Linked DNA regions of Rattus norvegicus: region 1 is linked to region 2. The links are chromatin contacts, called in public Hi-C maps. All regions are on one chromosome and are shown on one strand. Each heading gives the region's core, a stretch centred on a gene start, on an enhancer-like site or on the middle of the called end of the contact. The rest is flanking DNA. Distances are from core to core; before and after follow the strand shown.

Region 1 (5,833 bases), core at 1,154-3,653, 280 kb before region 2:
CAGCCCAAGAATAAAACCACTGTGTCCTCAGGAACAGCTAGAAGGTGAGCCATTTCCAACAGAGGTCACCACTGTTATCCCACGATATAAAAGTGCAGACTGTGGGAAAGAGAAGCCAGGGAAAGGATAGCTATCATAGATCCCTTTCTGGACCATATGAAACACAGACCAAGACTCAAACCTTCAAGGGGCCTATCTTTATCCTTGTGAGGTTGGCAAAGCAGTTCAATTTGAAGGCTAAGATTGAGAGTGATGTTAAGGAGAGAAAGCAAGCTCTCTCTAGAGTCCCTTGCTGGTTGTGGAATTGGCTACACTAGACTTTGTGATGTCCAAGGTAAGTCTGGTCGATTTCTTCAACAGTGGTTCAATGATTTTATTTGTACGGATGTTTTACCTGGATATACACTCCGTGTGTGTAGTGCCCACAGAGATCAAAAGACAGCATCAGATTCCTTGGAACTGGAGTTACAAATGGTTGTGAGCCATCATGAGGTTGCTGGTAATTGAACCTCGTTCTCTGGATGAGAATGCATGGGTCAGCAACCACAACTTTTCAGCATCCTATGTGCCAAGCCACCGTAAATCTAGCTCAGCTATTTCCATATTGAACACATGCCCAGCCATTTTTGGGGGGTCTGAATGTTTTTGAGAGAGAATTAGGATAGTCTAATGATCTGGGGCTTAGCCAAGACAGCCACTTTCAGAATGAGACATATCTCCGGTCAGTTTTTGTTGAATTTAGGGGAGAATGTTCTACTGACAACGGGTTAAGTTAGGCTCTGAGTCTCGGTGTTTGTCAACTGCAGGAAAATAAGCTTTCATTGTCTTACTTAGACCATGGAAGTGTCAAGGCATGTAACAAGCAGGACCACTGTATGGATGAGCCTTCTGTTTTTTGATTAGTCTAGGTTGCTGTGACACACATGGATAGTATCCAGAAGGATGCTGCTACTCCTCTTGTTTTTAAAGCCCTGACAGAAAGTCTCTCCTCTTCCCACCTTCTTACTCATCAGGATCATGCTTCGTGTCCCAGGCTAGCCGTTAAGTCAGAACTCATTAACTTCTCCATCTTCTTTGCCTCAGTTTTATGACTGAGTGCCCCCACCTCCCACACTCCAGTATATTTCTACAGAGATCCTAGGCTTTGAGCAATGTACAAACGATGCTGCGTTATTACTCACAGGGTTTGCAAGACAGGTCTCCCTTGGGCACAGGGTCAGCTTTTATTTGTCACCTTTGGGTTCACTAGTCCCCAGCCTTCACTTGCAGGGGCCAATGATCTATTTTCTCTCTTGTCTCACTTTCCCTGTTGCCTATTTTGTCTCCAGTCTAGCTCACTATCTTTTCCTACCACCAGATGGTGGAAAGTGGAAAGGAAACAACAGGCTGCTCAACGAATGCGGTTGCAGGCAAGTCTCTTCGGCTGAAAGGTGTGGTGGAGAATGGGCTCCAAAAAAGGAGCTCATGAGTTGCCCAGGAATTCCTATGAATTTCTTTCTTCATTTTAGTGTCCACTTAAAATTGTTGTCTATCCAGGTTTGAGGATCAATAGAGCACAGCGATGTCTGATGGAGAACCAGCCAATCTTTGTCTCCAGACCTAGAAACATTCCTAAGCAGCCGAGCCAACTGGTCCGGGTACCCCTGGGTCCGATGTAAGGAAGGTCTAATCCTGTGAGGGGCGGTGCCTAGCAGCGGACCTGCTCAGCAACCTGACTGCACCCTTCTTCTCGTTGGGCACCCCTAGCCCAGTCCCTCCCACGCTCCAAACTCGTGCCTGGTCTGCCAGTACTCCAAAGCCTCAGCCAAAGGCCCCTTCCTCCCACAGCCCCCCTACTAGCAGCCTTCTTCCTGATGTTCTCTCTGTTCCCCGCGGGGAGGGGGTGTCACCTGGTAATAACCCAGCATGTGTCCCACTCTTCACCTGTCAGCAGCTTCCCCTCCCCCAGCCCTCCTTCCCCGGGGTTCCGCTTTCGATCCACCTTTTCCACGTGCCCCACAACTCCGACGCCCCCACCCCCACGGACCCCCTAAATCTCCTCCAGTCTCGAGGAGTCTCGCGGCATTTCCCGGGGCGTGAGCGGAGCATTGGCGAATAGGGGGCAAACCCGCTGCCGAGCTCAGGCTGGGACAGAGCCGAGGTGAGGGGGGCGGCCGAGCCCCGCCAACAGAGGACAAGCCCAGGAGTCCGGCCCGACAAGGCTCGGGCCCCGCCCCTCGGCCCCGCCCCCGCCTGGCGGCCGCGCCTCTTAGGCGGGCGGAGCCGCTGAGCTTCGCCGCGGCGGGGAGGAGGGGAGAGCAGGCTCAGAGGCGGCTGCAGGGCACTGGGCTGGGCGGTGCTTTTTTTTTTCTTTTCTTTCTTTCTTTTTTTTTTTTTTTTTCGCAATTTCCACTTTCGGAGAGCAGGAAACCCGGAGCAGCCGGGTGCAGCGGGGCCGCGATGCAGCAGCAGCAGCAGCAGGAGTCGCCCCAGGGCAGCAGCGGCAGCAGCAGCAGAAGCAGTAGCGGGCGGCGCTGAGCTGCCACCACCGCCGCTGAGGAAGAAGCCGGCCAAGCAGCAGCCGCGTCCCGACGCCCGCGCCCCCGATCCCCGCGCCGCGACCTCCGCGCCCCGAACCCTACGCCCGGTTCCGCCAACTTTCACTCTGCTTTGGCGACTCAGCTCGGCTTGGCGCCAATGGGTGAGTGCAGGGGCCGCTCGAACCTTCAGCCCTTCTGTGTAGAGGGTCGGCGCGCCCATCCCGGGACCGCGGACCCGGGGAGGGCGCCCTGGAGCAGGGCCGGGAGAGTGACATCGCGCAGAGCGCCCTCCCTCGCCCTGCGGACCCCGATTCACTCTCACTTGCTTTAGTGTCCCTGCGGAGCCCGCGCGCTGCACGGACTGGAACCGGAGGGGGCCTGAGCAGAGAATCGCGGGGGCTGGCTCGGGGGCTGCTTGGGTTGAGGGATTCAGGGGGTGTGGCTGGCTTTTTCGGGTGGGCGGGGAGAGTTTTGTCTTTGCCATTCTCCCACCCAAGTACACCCTCCCCTCTGCTGCGGAAGCGGGCACCAGGATTTGGTGGGCTCTGGCCCTGTACAGGGAGGGCTCTTGGTGCCTCTCTGGACCAGCCTGAGAAGAACCTTGAATGTCGGGGTCTTTGGGGGAGGATTAGATTGCTTTTACCGCCAGATGATGCTGGTGGTGGGAGGTTAGGAAACGCCCCAGTACCGGGCAAGGCAGGCTGTCCTAGGGTCCTGAGCTCTTCATGCACTCCCCACTTCTACCTCTACCTCTGACTCTCTGTCTTCCCCCCACACTGAACCCTTCTCCACTCTGTTATACTCAAAGGCTACTTCCTATATCCTCCTCTAAGTCTGCAGGGCCAGGAACTGGAAATGGTGATCTAGTTTTTGATTTACCTAGCAAACATAATTTTCATGTAGGCAGCTAACACTAGGTTTTCTGGGTCCCTTTTATTATAGACCTGACAGTGTAGGGACCACCTTACTGTCCAGAGGAGCCGGCACTTTATTGAGTAAAGGACTTGTGATTGTCTTGCCTCTATTAAACGTTTGGTTTACCTAGGTCATAGCCTTGCTGATGGCCAGTCTTTGCTTTTTATGCCTCTAGCAGATGTTTTTGGGGTGTTTCTAGGCCAAGCTCAGCAGTCTGCACATTATAATAAATCACTATAAAGTGAGACTTTTTGTATGCAGGTAATAGATCTTACACCAGCTAGCAAGAAATAGGCAGGAGTCACAGGGTGCACATACACGCACAGCAAGCACTGGAGGAGGGTCTAACCCAGTAAGTTGTTCATAAGTGAAGTTCAAATCCCTTTTGTTTGTTTACCAAAATGCCTTTCCCTTTGTCAAAGTGATAATGACTGGGTGGCCTCTCAGCTTAAGAATCACTTTTTCACAGTGTCCTTTTCTGATGATCATAGCACTCCTAGTCTAAATGAGCTCCTTTATCCTACGACATTTTTTTCCATGTCAGGATGACATATTCTAGTGTGTTTAATATTTATCTCCTCTACCTGAGGCTCAGTGACCATTGGGACAGCATTGTGCTGTATGACAATACTCAGAATGTTTTTTCTTCTATGTCTGGTGCAGATCAGGCTCAGAATCAATATTGAATGGATGGGTGGATGGCGTGAAACTCCATGGAAGACACACTTAATTCATACTCTTGCTTTGCCTTGATGAAGATGACAGTCCGTTGGCAAAAGAAAATACTTTAAAACTCTTATAGGTCATTTTAGAAATGCACTGCCTTCTCCTGAGGTGATAAGGAATGTTTTTGGGATCACCTTTCCTTTGGGGTGGATTACTGAAAGAGTTATGCACAAAAAGAATTTGCTGGTCTGCATAGGCAGCCTGTGCTCTGTAGATCTCAATGGAAAGAGGATGGAGTTCCCTTTAAGGAGCAGCAGACTGGTTTATCATTGAGATCTAAACTGTTTGCATTCTTCAGAAAATGAGAGCGTGCTTCTGCGATTTACAGCCTTTTCCAGTATCATTTTAAAATTGTAGCCATTATGCAGTAGGGGTGCAGCAATCAATTATTATTTATTCCAGGAGTTCATACATAGAGGCACCAAGAGTAAAATGAATGCCATTTAATTCATTATAATGTGCCTAAGTGGGATTTAAGGTGCTTGTAGTTTGTGGGCAAAAATCACCTGCTGTTTTCTAAAGTGTCTTTAGTGGTATATTTGCAACGAAGTACAGATATTTAATAGTTGGTTCTATTTGTTTTCTAATAGCAAGACCTAGTAGTGCTGCGGTTCTCTGCACACCACATACACACACACGCACACAGACACACACACACATGGACACACACACGCACACATACAGAAAGAGAGAGAAATGCATATACATAGACACACACAGAGACACAGACACCTATATATATCACACAGACACACATATTCATGCCCACATGCAAACACACACACACACACACACACACACACACACACAGAGAGAAACATATACATAGACACACACAGAGACACAGACACCTACATACATTACACAGACACACATATACGTGCCCATGTGCAAATACACACACACACACACACACACACAGAGAGAGAGAGAGAGAGAGAGAGAGAGAGAGAGAGAGAGAGAGAGTTCCTTTCTGCAAAGCTCTCTGGTTTTCAGAAGATATCTCTTATTCGTCAACTGATATGCTTGCTTGGCCTGGTGATGATTTTCCTGCCGATGGCTAACATAACCCAATCATATCATATAGTCCTTGATCTAAACACTAACTGAAAGTCACACAATCCCTAATCCTGAAGTGAAGTTGACTAGTTGTGCAGTGGTCTCTTACCAAACACAATGAAGTTGCTGGGAGGGGCCTACATTGCCAGACACAGGGAAAGCCTCTTATGATTAGAGCAGTGCAAGTCCTGTGACCCAAATCTGGGAGTTGCAAAGGGTTTGCAAGCCAGGCAAATGACTTCTGTTGAAGGATTTCCAGAGTAACAATGAAGTTTGTACAGCTTGGAGCAATGTCGCGTCAGTGGGAGACTATGCTAAAAGAAAGCTAAAGTGAATGCAATGCTATGCTTTTCATAAACAAGTCCTGGGTTAAACATGTTAGAAAACACTGTCTCCTTTATTTTTCATAACCCATGGCTTGAATGAAGCCTTGCTGGTTGCGGAGACTTTGATCATTTCCTATTTCCCCCCTCTAGTTACCTTTGCCTTACTCATATTCGTTCATAATGCTTGTCGTTTTTGAAGCATGCACCACGCAGTGATAAATATTTGTTCCTCTACCCATCCGTCTCATGAATCGATCTCCAGCTTTGTGCCAGGAAACAGGTGCATGT
Region 2 (5,378 bases), core at 61-2,560:
CTGCATTTTCTGTTCTCGTCACCCAGTTTGGTATATTAAAATATAAAAGTAGGCCCATGTACAGTGCTTCCAAGTTTTGAGGAGGTGGTCTAAAGCCATATGGGTCTGGAAAAAGCAAGGAGGGGGATGTGGGAAGGTTTGAAAGGAGAAAGGGAAGAGAGAAATGACGTAGTTATAATCGGTTGAACTTACTAAAACCAGAGAATGTGGACTCAGTCCAAAAGCGGGGGTTGGGGGAGATGAATGAACTTCCCTGCTGTCTGGTACCTATACAGTGCAGTACAGACAGCTCACTGCTCACAAACTAGCCCTTCCTTTTAAATGTGTGTCCTAACTGCCTCTGCAGTGGTCCTGACACTTGTCATAAATGCAGACCCCTGCCTCCTCCTGTTGCCACTCTCACAGGCATACTTTCTGGGACCACATTTCACACAGTCTTGTTATTACAAAATAGCCCATCCTCTCTCTCTCACCCTCCTTTCTCATCTCTTCTTTTTCTTCCACCCATTCCTTCCATGACACATTTCATGCATCAGCTACAGGCCAGACCTTATACAACATCAAGAGGCTTTGGTTTCTTTTCACATGGCCCAGTAATCACAGAAAGTGTCATAGTTTGTAATTGCTTTACCTCTTTCCCCTCCATATATTTTGAAGCAAGGTCTCTGGGGTAACAGCTTCTACTACAGAGTCTTCTGTGAGATTGTTTATAGATTTTTTAAACTAGGGCCAGAGAGATGGCTCAGCCAGGAAAAGTGCTCGCTTCTGAGCCTGACAACTTGAGTTTCATCCCCAGGATCCACAGAACAGAAGGAGAGAAACTGCTCTCCATGAGCTGTCCTCTGATCTTCCTACACATGGTGTGGCATATGTGAGCAGGTTCACACACATTACCATATACACAAAATAAATTTTTAAAAATGTTTAATTAATTAAAAGAGTATTTCAAACCATCAAGGGGGAAGAAAGACATCCAGGAATAGGCATGACTGGGACTTGGGGGAAGAATTAGGCTATAGGGTGTTGTCAGTTTCATGACTAAGCAGTAACTCTGATTGTGAGTTAAAGGAAGCTTAAATGGCAAGGTTTCAGCAGTAACTTCATTAGATAAACATACCTCCATTCCCAAACGAGTTATACCAAGACAGAGAAGGAGGAAGGACAGAGTTAATAGGGAACTGGAAAAAGCTGACAAAGGGAATAGAGTATTGGGAGAGCCTGAGTCACAAACACACCCACACACAGTGCAGGGCCTGTATTCAAGGGCCGGAGGCCCTGAGTGCAGCTTGCTTTTTCCTAATAAAGTTCATTTGTCTGCACTTATACGTACGTCACAGGAAAACATCGAGGAGGAAACATACCCAAGTGTATACACATGTAGTCCTGCTAGTCAGAAACCACCACTTTAAACATACTTCTCCCCACTCTTTCTACTTTTTGTGTGTTACAGAATAGGTGAGCTCATACCATAGCTGCAATTTGATAACTATTTCCTCCTTGCAATCTGACCATCAGACTGTTGCCTGTGCTTTGATGAGTTCCGTGTGTGTGCTATTATGCCTGCCTCATGGCTCTGCTCCAGCATTGGGCCTTCATAGTGGTTAGCAGTGTGCTGTGGGTCAAACAGCCCTGGGCTTTACTCCCAGTCTCCTCTACCCCATTTACTAGCTTGCTTCATTTAATAGCTTAGTGACCTTGGGAAATGACTTCTCTCAATTATTTCAACAGCAGCCTGGGCATATTGATACCAGTTCCTCATAGAGTTGCTACATGAGTTTCCCAAGTCCGAGATTACTAACTCTTGCAAAACCATCTCCTCCCAAGTTGAAAGATAACATTAATGGCCATTTATTGGTGAGAAAGGAGAGCTAGGTGAGGCGGCTCGTCATCATCTAAAAATAGAGATTTGTACTGATCTTCAGCTTTCAGAATCCTTTGTCTTTCCTACCATGCTATAGTCTTTACTCAGAGCAATTTGGTAGAATCAGCAACTAATAAAGAACCAGGCTGAAAAGATAGTGAATCCAGAGTCTGAATGCTATGATGCCCCCTCTGCAGATAAGAACACAGAAACAGATAAAGACAAGAACACATGTTCTTGTGTATCTTGTATTCTCTGGATTTTATTGGAAACATACTCTTTCTGCAGCGTTGTACTGTGTCAGAGAAAGGTAAGCCAGAGTGGCAGTTAGGTGTCTGTCTGCCTTTTGTGGTCCCTGTATTAATGTCATACTATGACATTTTTGGAAACCAGAGGATACTCGTTGTAGGTTTCTTAGAACCGCAAATACATGGTGCCTGGGAGAGTAAGGAGTGCCAACAGTGATGTGAAGCATCCAGCCCTTCCTCTCAGTTCCCTGCATCCTTCCTTAGTGTTATCACAGCCGATGGTTCTCCCCTTGCCCTTAGCACGACAGAACAAGACGGTGCCTGGCTGTGTTCTCTGACTGCTGTTTAGTCAGTTCATCTGTGTCCCTCTCCCTCCTCTAGTCAGTCTTGGATGACAAAGAATAGCCCCCAAACTCTGAAACAAGTTCAGGGACGAACGCTATTGATCGTACTGCTACTCCCATCGCCTATGGAGTAACAATGTGTAATAGAAAAAATAGTGGGCCACTTCGAAAAACCCCACATCCATTCCAGTTTAGCACATGTTGTAAGGTATAACTGCTATGTGAGTGATCTCACAAATGACCTTCCTCAGCATAAAAAGAGGCAAGAGGGCAGGGGCCTTGCCAGCCTGCAGTAGACTCTTGGTCTGCATTTACTTGAAGGTTCCATACGTCCTATCAGATCTGATTTTGAGTCTTCATGGTCACTCTTGCTGAACCACTTCTTATTCAGCTGATTAAATCTTAATTGCAAATGTGGCTTCAGTTTAGGGGCACCATTGTGCTTGCTGGTTTCAGGCCATTTTTGCTGAACTGAGCTTTTCTAGAAGGCTGTTGTAAATTTAGAAAGGGGGAAACTGCATTTCATTTGTTGGTCTGAGTTTTGTTTTACCGATTGAATTTGCTTCAGTGTTTATTTAGAGGTGCCGAAAGAAAGCTGGTGTCTCTAGGGAGAGAATTGCTCAATTTTTTTTTTGGAGAGGCTCTCCGAAATTGTCCATGCTGCACATAGAAAACAATGTCTATGTTCTGTGATACTCTAGCTTGCCAACAGTCTCATGTGTAATTATGATTGATTTTTCAGAGACCCAAGAAGCCGCCACCTCCATCCGCTCCTGTCATCAAACAAGGGGCAGGTAATGTACCTTTCAGATCCAGCAAACAAAATGTTCATCTTTCTTTTGTACAAATTCAAATTTTCTTTGTTAGAGTTCAAGATTTTTGGATCTACAAACTGCTAGTTTGGGGGTTGTGATTTGGTCTCAGCAGGCAGGTTTTAAATGAGCTGCTGTTTTTCCTAGACACAAACAAACAAACAAACAAACGAAAGAACCCGTATCACTAAAATGTGTCTCCACTACAGTACAGAAATTGGGGTTTTCAAGGAATGTACTTTAAAATGAACTGGGTCTTTTTTTTAAACAATCTGCTTTTGAGGAGCAAAGCCCTGCTTGTCCTTACTGATGGTCAGTTTCCCATGGGATTGCCATGCGTCACTGTTTATGAACAGATTTGCTGGGGTTTCGATGTCTGTCCTATGTGGCTAGCCAAAATTTGCACTTACTTCATCCCCCCCCCCAGAAAAAGATGGTTTTCTAGCCATAGATACTTTCCCTCTTGACTATTTTCTAGTCTTGAAAACAAAATCTAGTTCACTCATTCTGTGTGGTTTAGATATTAAGGGTGAATAGTATAGAAAGAAGTGATGTCACTGCATGATGGATTCTTTTTTTTTTTTTTCTTTTCTTTTTTTCGGAGCTGGGGACCGAACCCAGGGCCTTGCACTTGCTAGGCAAGCGCTCTACCACTGAGCTAAATCCCCAACCCCTGCATGATGGATTCTTATCCATAAAGATGATAGTTCCTGCTTCCCAATGGATGCCTCTTTATAATAGTCACATGTAATTGTGGAGAGAAATCCCTTTTGTGGATGACTATTTAAGTGGTTTGTTAACAAACTGAAGAGGGAAAGGAGAAATCAAAATATATAACATACATGTATGAAAGTGTCACAATGAAACCCATTATATTACACAGTGAATATACACTAAGATATGTGTATATGTACATACTAATTTTGACAAGAAACAACTAAAATAAAATTAAGGCTGTTTTAGTGTAAAAATCCACAATTATATGTATACCGTATAATATAAGAATATAAATTATTGGGTTTTATTTTTTCACACATTTATTAAGAAGTATTTTTTTTTTAGACACGGGGCCTCTCACTCTATCCCTGGATGGCCCAAAATTCACTATGAAGTTCAGGCTGACCTCCAACTAAGAAGTGATTTTTTTTGAAGAAAAAAAAAAGTAAAGTTTTTTAAGGGACTAGAAACTTAGAAGAAAAATCTATTTAAGTTTACATTTCTCTCTTATTTATTTAGCTCTAATTAAGAATTACAGAGATTAACCTGGCACTGGGTAATAATTCTACCTCCTATTCCACCCCAATTTCCACTAACATTGAACAGTTTCATTTTGCCACCTAGTGGCTCTGGTTATATAAATATTTTATTGTGCAAGATTAGAATAGACTAGAAGCGTGTTTTTTTCTCTGAAGACCCTTTTCTTTAGAGGCGTTAGTAATCAGTCAGAGCCCAAGGAATCAAACTGAGCAATTGAGAATTGGTCAGGCTGGAATGGAGAAAGTAGGACCAGATTCTTAGAGATAGTACAATTGTCTTTAGAAATGAGACTATATGGTAGGTGGTAGACAAATTCTTTTTTAATAATTTCACCATATTTGCAATGAATCTTTCCCGGGTAAAGCACAGCAACATTTGCTCTTCCGGCTCTTTTATCCCGAGGTATCTTGAGAATTGTTTGTAATGAGGGAATACATATCCATATTCCCATTGTGATCAACTTCCTTTTACCAAAAGAACCCAGATATGTAAATAATACAAATCAGAAACAGTGTTTAATATATAGTGCCATTAAAGATGGTTGTCACATGAAGCATGTGTTCAATGTAAAGTTTAAGTTTTTTTACCTCTTGGGGCCTCATAATTCTGATTTTAATATCTGGCACCCACCCATGGAACCAGCCAAGTACTCATTCAAGTCTATCAGAGAGTGCTTTGGACTGTTTTGTACTCTAGCTAGTTCCCAGTGCTCTTGTATGCCTGAAGCCAATAGCAAAGATGAGGGAGACCCTCAGGTGAGGGAACAGTGGCAGGCCATAGAGCAAAGGAGAAATGTAAAGTGATGTATTGGGAAATATGTAATATTTGAAGAATTCAGACACAGAGAAAGGATTTA

Evidence for each region. Hi-C and Micro-C count contacts between places; a contact is called where the count stands out from the background.
Region 1: a Hi-C map of Schwann cells shows a contact between it and region 2, with 5 times the contacts expected there. The contact joins the promoter of Sh3kbp1 here to the enhancer-like site in region 2. A contact is called at or near these places in 3 of 12 Hi-C or Micro-C datasets (the A7r5 cell line, Schwann cells and frontal cortex).

The regions. Positions count from the first base shown.
Region 1 is chrX:39,027,963-39,033,795 of GRCr8, reverse strand. Sh3kbp1 (SH3 domain-containing kinase-binding protein 1) reads left to right here and starts at 2,403. Exons shown (of 18, transcript NM_053360.3): 1 at 2,403-2,680. The coding sequence starts at 2,677.
Region 2 is chrX:38,746,758-38,752,135 of GRCr8, reverse strand. It overlaps Sh3kbp1 (SH3 domain-containing kinase-binding protein 1), which reads left to right. Exons shown (of 18, transcript NM_053360.3): 10 at 3,196-3,247. Among named protein-coding and RNA genes, the nearest start is that of Map3k15, 82 kb to the right of the region's middle. Within about 2 kb of position 1,310, at least 2 of the 93 cell types and tissues checked have an H3K27ac peak or open chromatin away from gene starts, as enhancers often do. A contact at or near this core is called in Schwann cells, where this site is marked.